Linked DNA regions of Pan troglodytes: region 2 is linked to region 1. A link is a contact called in public HiChIP or PLAC-seq data. All regions are on one chromosome and are shown on one strand. The core of a region is the stretch at or near the end of the contact, and the rest is flanking DNA. Distances in the headings are between cores, read along the strand shown. Region 1 holds the start of POC1A (POC1 centriolar protein A). Region 2 holds the start of ALAS1 (5'-aminolevulinate synthase 1).

What was found. HiChIP or PLAC-seq counts read pairs in DNA pulled down with a chosen protein or histone mark.
Region 2: a contact with region 1 is called in an H3K4me3 HiChIP or PLAC-seq map of stem cell-derived excitatory neurons, with 2.7 times the contacts expected there. The contact joins the promoter of ALAS1 here to the promoter of POC1A in region 1. A contact is called at or near these places in 1 of 7 Hi-C or Micro-C datasets (stem cell-derived neural progenitor cells) and 1 of 1 datasets of contacts at active chromatin or transcription factors (stem cell-derived excitatory neurons).

What each region holds. Positions count from the first base shown.
Region 1 is chr2:56,196,776-56,199,940 of NHGRI_mPanTro3-v2.0_pri, reverse strand. It overlaps POC1A (POC1 centriolar protein A), which reads left to right and starts at 1,568. Exons shown (of 12, transcript XM_063806806.1): 1 at 1,568-1,641; 2 at 1,817-2,106. The coding sequence starts at 2,089.
Region 2 is chr2:56,241,968-56,244,853 of NHGRI_mPanTro3-v2.0_pri, reverse strand. ALAS1 (5'-aminolevulinate synthase 1) reads right to left here and starts at 1,620. Exons shown (of 11, transcript XR_010155599.1): 1 at 1,445-1,620; 2 at 241-471.

The sequences.
Region 1 (3,165 bases), core at 319-2,818:
TGCTCTCTACCATCCCAGAAGTAGGGAAAACTCAAACTTGCCTTCTCTGTTGGAAGCGAGCTCAAACTCCAGAAAGGAGTTACCTGCCTTCCATCGTCAGGGAAGCAGGAAAACCTGCCTTCATTGTTGGAAACAAGTAAAACTCCAGAAAAAGGAGCTGTACAGTAAAATAAACTTTAGATGTTAACCAAATTTGGGAAGATCAGGAATTTTGTGGAGGGGGGCTCCCAGGCCTTAGCAAATTGTCCTGTAGATTTGAGCCATAAAGATAGCTCAAGCTGGTACCAAGCACCGATAGGAGATCTGTCAAAGGTCAGGGGCACCTCCACTCAGAATCCTTTCGTGGTTGCCAAACTGTCAACCCGAAAGGTCTCAGTCAACTTAGAAAATTTATTTTGCTAAGGTTAAGGACACACCCATGACACAGCCTCAGGAGGTCCTGACAACATGTGCCCAAGTGGCCTGGGCACAGCATGGTTTTATACATTTTAGGGAGACAAAATACATCAATCAATACATGTAAGATTTACATTGGTTTGATCTGGAAGGACAAGACAACTCGAAGTGGGAAACTTCCAGGTCATTGGTAGATTTAAACATATTCTGATTGGCAATTGGTTGAAATAATTATTATCAGTAGAAAGGGATATCTCGGTTAAGATAAGGGGTTATGGAGACCAAGGTTTTACCATGCAGATGAAGCCTCCAGGTAGCAGGTTTCAGAGAAAATAGATCGTAAATGTTTCTTATCAGACTTAAGGTTTTTGTTGATGTTAATGCTGGAGAGTATAATGAGGCATGTCCAACCCCCACTTCCCATCATGGCCTGAACCACTCTTTCAGGTTAAATTTGAGTGCCCTGGCCAAGCAGGGAGTCTATTCAGATGGTTGCTGGTGGCCTTCAAATTTTATTTTATATATATATATATTTTTTTTGAGACAGAGTCTCCCTCTGTTGCCCAGGCTGGAGTGCAGCGGCAACATCTAGGCTCACTGCAACCTCTGCCTCCGGAGTTCGAACAATTCTCCTCCCTCAGCCTCCCGAGTAGCTGGGTTTACAGGCGCGTGCCACCACGCCCGGCTAATTTTTGTATTTTTAGTAGACATGGGGTTTCACCATGTTGGCCAGGCTGGTCTCATACTCCTGACCTCAGGTGATCCACCCACCTCGGCCTCCCAAAGTGGCAAAGTGCTGAGATTACAGGCGTGAGCCACTGAGCCCGGCCTCTCCTTCTTTTAAAGACTGGGTTTCTAACAGCTTCTGAGGCCTTAAGGATCCTGACAGGGCCGGGCTGCACCACACTCCCTCGTGTTACAAATGGGGAAACCGGGGCACAGAGCAGAGGCGTTTTTCCTGAGATCACACAGCCAATCAGGGCGAGAACTGAGAATCGAACCTTGATCTCTCCACTCCATGATTGTGATTCCGAGTAACTCATGTTATTTTAAATCGACACTTGTCTTAAGAACGTTCGGACGGCGAACCACTGAGAGTTCCCGAGGGGCGAATACTCAGCTCTCAGTAGGTTCCTGCGGGGAAAATCTGGCTGCGCCGGCGCGCGCGGGTGCTTTAAGGCAATCTGGTTACAGCAACCCACGTGTCCTCCGCTTCCGGGATCCTTAAGGCCGTCGCTTCGGGTGGTAAAACCCGGCCCGCCCTCACGTCATGTTGGGAACTGTAGCTCCACCTTCCTCCAGACATAGGGGCGTGGGCGGCTTGGAACTGCATTTCCCAGCAGGCTGCGCTCGCCGTTAGAGTAGCCGGACGACGGGCTGGTGGGGTGAACCCTTCATCCTGGGTCTTTTAATTTCTCAGGCGGAACGAGTGGCGGCGGACAGAGGCTTTTGGCTGCGCTGTCTGTGGGTTGTCTGGGCTTGGGGAACTGGGCACGGAGACCGTGGCGCCGGCCGCCGGTCATACAGCTCTGCTTCCAGTCGTCGGGCAAAAAGCTGAGGCGCTTCTCCTTTAATTGCGGTGGGCGGGGCGTGCCGACGCGGCCCGCGTTGCTATTGGTGGCCGTTGGGGGCGCGGAAACTGAACGGGCCGCAACGGCCACCGCAGCTGCCTTCGGCGTCGCCAGCCCCGCCATGGCTGCGCCCTGCGCGGTAAGCCCAGCCGAGAGCAACTCCCCAGGCCTCAGTCTCCCCGCTGGGACACTGGGCGCCTAGTGGCCAGAGCGATGGCTGCGAGGGGCGGGCGGGGCGCCAGGTTCCAGGGTGGTCCTCTTCAGGTCCAGTTTACCGTCTGCGCAGGGGGCGCTGGGTCGGGCACTTTCTGAGCGCCTCCTGCGTGCCAGGCCCTGCGCTGGGTTTCTGGAGCGAACAAACAGGCCTCTGCCTCCATAGTTTGCATCCTAGCGAGGGACACACGACCAAGTCCCGACTCATGTGTGACCTGGGGCCGGTATCGGGCCTCTCTAGCCATTCTCCACGTCCTTAGCAGTGGGTGGCTGCGTGGGGTCTTGTTGAGGGTACACCCTGCTCCAGCAGGTAGGTACAGCAGGACGCTGGGATGCCCGGGCCTGCAGTGTGAGCGGGGCGGAGCCGCCCTCTCTGAGTTCACATTCCTCCAGAGGTCCTCATTTCGAGAGATTTCTTTGAACGGGCAAGGCCCTCTGGCTGATTGGAGAGTCAGGGAGGCTGGGTGGTAGCCTGTGATGCCCTGAGGCACTTGAGGACATGGACGGAGATTCCAGGCTAGGATACAGACCTTTTGACTCCTAATCTGGTACTCTACCTCCCTTCCTGTCCCCTCATGTATAAACCACTGTTGAGGGAGATGAGGCCCACATGCAGGGAACTACAGAGGGGAGGCGGTGTTGAGAGATACCATGGGCCTACTGGTCAGGGGTGGACCTGAACTTGCCTCTGCCCACTGAGCCTAGAGGCGGACACTCTCTTACGCATGTTCTTTCAAGAAGCTTAGGTGAGAGCAGAAGGCTCTGTTGGGGACCCTCCCCCAGCTGCTCCTCCCTCTGTTGTTGAAAGGAGACTCTGACAGGTGCGTTAGGGGTGGAGCTGGGCACAAGGCCATAGGGCCTTTGTTCTGGTTACTGCTCTGTAGGGTGGCAGTGGCTTTGCTGTGCCCCAAGGACATCCTTTCCCAGGAGGAGCCTTTGGGCTTCCTGGAGCACCCAAAATGCTTCTTTGAGGTTTCTGATACTT
Region 2 (2,886 bases), core at 371-2,870, 45 kb before region 1:
GCAATCCAAAAACCTGTAATGTGCAACACTGGCCACTGTTTCACCTTTAAAGATGGAAAAGCTAAAAGTGCCTACCCTTGGGGTGACAATCGTATGAGATAATCTGTGCTCAGAGCCCAGCCTGCACATAGCAGCCCTCTGTGAGTGAGTGTGACCCTCACCACCACTGTGGGGACTGCTTCTAGTCTACCAATGAGCACAAACACCCGTACCTGCTCCTTCATTGTCAATGACACTTACTCTCACTGGCCGGAGGGGTTTCTTTGATCTGTTGGTAGTGTACTGCTGCAGTGGACAATGCCCGAGGGGCTGGCTTGGCCCCAACTTCCATCATCTTGGGGCAGTTTTGGGCATAGAACAACAGAGATTTGCCTGCTTTCTGCAGAAAGGCCTGGGGGACTCGGGATAAGAATGGGCAGCGGCGAACAACACTCTCCATGTTCAAGAAGTATGCTGGCTCCTGTGGAAAGACTGATGAAGAGTGACATCAACAGTTGTTAATAATCAGGCAAATATCACTGCAAGCTCACTGGATTCAGGTGTCAACTGCAGTTTATATAAAGGGTACCCTGGAATACTAACACTTCTCCCTCAAAAATGCCTAAGGACAGCACTGATGTGAGCTAAGGAATGGTGACCACACTTTACCCGGGCCACCAACTTCTTCATTCCCCAGCGCTACACAAAGGCACCTGCAAAGCAACTTCACCAAATGAAGTAAATACTGACAGTACATAATCAAGGGGGCGGAAGGATGAGGGAAAAGTCAAGAACAGGTTTGGGAGGCCAGAGGTTTCTTAGGGAGATGCACAGTGCAGATAAGACATCTTGGCTTACATCTAGGTGGAGAAGGGATGGTGGGGAAGAAGCCACTCATCCATCCAGGCAGGGAAGACTCTTAGGGATCCTGACTTTCTCCTGGTCCCCACATCCCCTAAACCCGAGGAAGGGGTCCAGCGGGGTCCCGAGTCCCTGAAGCAAGGATTCCTCCGTGGTCGTGTCCCCACAGCGGGAAGAACTGGGCATAACTGAGAAAGGAGGGGCACAAATGAAGGTAGGGGTATGAGGGCCAGCGCCTTGGGCCTCACTGGGGACGCGCAGGGGCTTATAAAGTCGAGAGAGTTGAGTCTGGAGAAAGAAGGCAGTCCTCCGGCAGTGGGGGTCAGAGGTGACCCGCGGTCGAGGTCTCGAGAATGACGGGAGGGGTATGAGAAGGGAATTCTAAAGCGGCGGGTTCAACCGGGAATAGCCGGAAGGGGCCGAAAGGGGGAAACTGAGGCGGCCGTCTAGGCAAAAGATCTGGAGGATAAACGCTGACCTCAAGGCGGCGGGTGACTGGGACAGTGGGGGATGGGGTCCCAGCACCCAGGGCAGCGGTGCCACGGCTGGCAGGACACCCCGGGGCTTCCTCGGCCGGCGCCGCACCTACTGCGCGGGCCCTCACCTGCGCTGAGGACTCTGCAGAGGCGGCGGCGAAGGAGACGGGCACTCAAGTCGAGAAGTCCAAACGAAACGCTCGTTGCCCTTGTCCGGGAGCAGCCTCAGGCCGCGATCGCCGGCGCCTTAATATACAGCGGGAGTGACCGCTGCGCATGCGCCTTGGGCGCTGCCTTCTTCCGCGCAGGCGCGCCGCGTAGCCCTCGGCGAGCCGGGGGGCGGGGCAGAGAGGCCCACTTCTTGGGCTCTGCGGATATCGGTGCTGCCGGGGATTCCCCGGCTCGCCTGCAGGGAGGAGGAAGCGCTAGGCGGTGGGCGGACGAGGTCTCTTTTCCCGACCTCATCCTGCACCCTCGTGCTGCCTCCCCACCAACTACCCTGGGCTTCAGAACCCTACGCCCCAATTGAGTATAAAATGGCAAGGTCGAGGCGAGGTGCCGCTAGGGCCAAGTTGGGGGCTACAGGTTTGTTAAGCTGGGTGTCTTGGACATGGAGGAAGAAGGAGATCCAAGGGGTTCTGGGCCGGGGTGTTAAGCAGGATCCATCCCACCTGCGGCTTGCTTTGGAAACTGTGAACAAGGGCTTCCCGGAGGAGGTGGAGCTGGCTATATCGCCCACAAATGGAGTGGTCCTGGCAGGATGCGGAAGAAGCGGGACACTCAGCTGTGGCACTTTCTGGTCTAAGATGATCCAGAGGGGACAGAGGAACAGGGCTAGGGTGGAACCCATCCACTCCACAGCTCTGAGCACTTGGGGAGGAGGGGAAGGCACAGGGCCTGACAATAGTTAGCGTGTAACAAATATTAGCCACTATTTTTATTTTCCATCCAGGGTTGTCTGAAGCCCCTTGCTGGCCACCCTGGGCACCAGCAGGGTGGCTTAGGCCTCCATGCCAAAGGTCAGCGTTGGGCCATACCTCCATTGAGTTTCCCGGGTACAACACATAAAGTGTAGGGCTTGGCAAACCCGTCTCAGGAATGTCAGTCTGGTTTCCTTGCCCCACACCCTTCCCAGCTTGGCTTGGGCTGTGTTGGGCTGGGCCTGTGCCAGGCTCAGAGGTACTCTCCTCCATTCTTGAGGAAAGGGCCTTTGAGGGTATTCCTTTCCCAGCTGAGCATTAACAAGAGGGACAAAGTCCAGAATGATGGTGACCAGGGTGTGTCCAGGTACTTTGCATTTCTGTCTCTGAGCACCCAGCTGGCTGCAAGGCAGGTGAGGTGAGTCTCCACCTTCAGAGGAGGCACCTGGGTTCAGAGTGGCAGTGGGACCAGTCCAGGATGAGGGCTTTGGTCTGAGAGCTCGAGACCCAGTTCTGTGCCATTCAGCCAAGAGATCCTGGGCAGTGCCCATCACCCAGAGAAGATGAGAGAGAAAAGGTCAGCACTTGGACTTGGACCCAAGTGCAGCTGGAAGTGGGAACAGAATAAGGATGATATTGAGTGCTTTGCT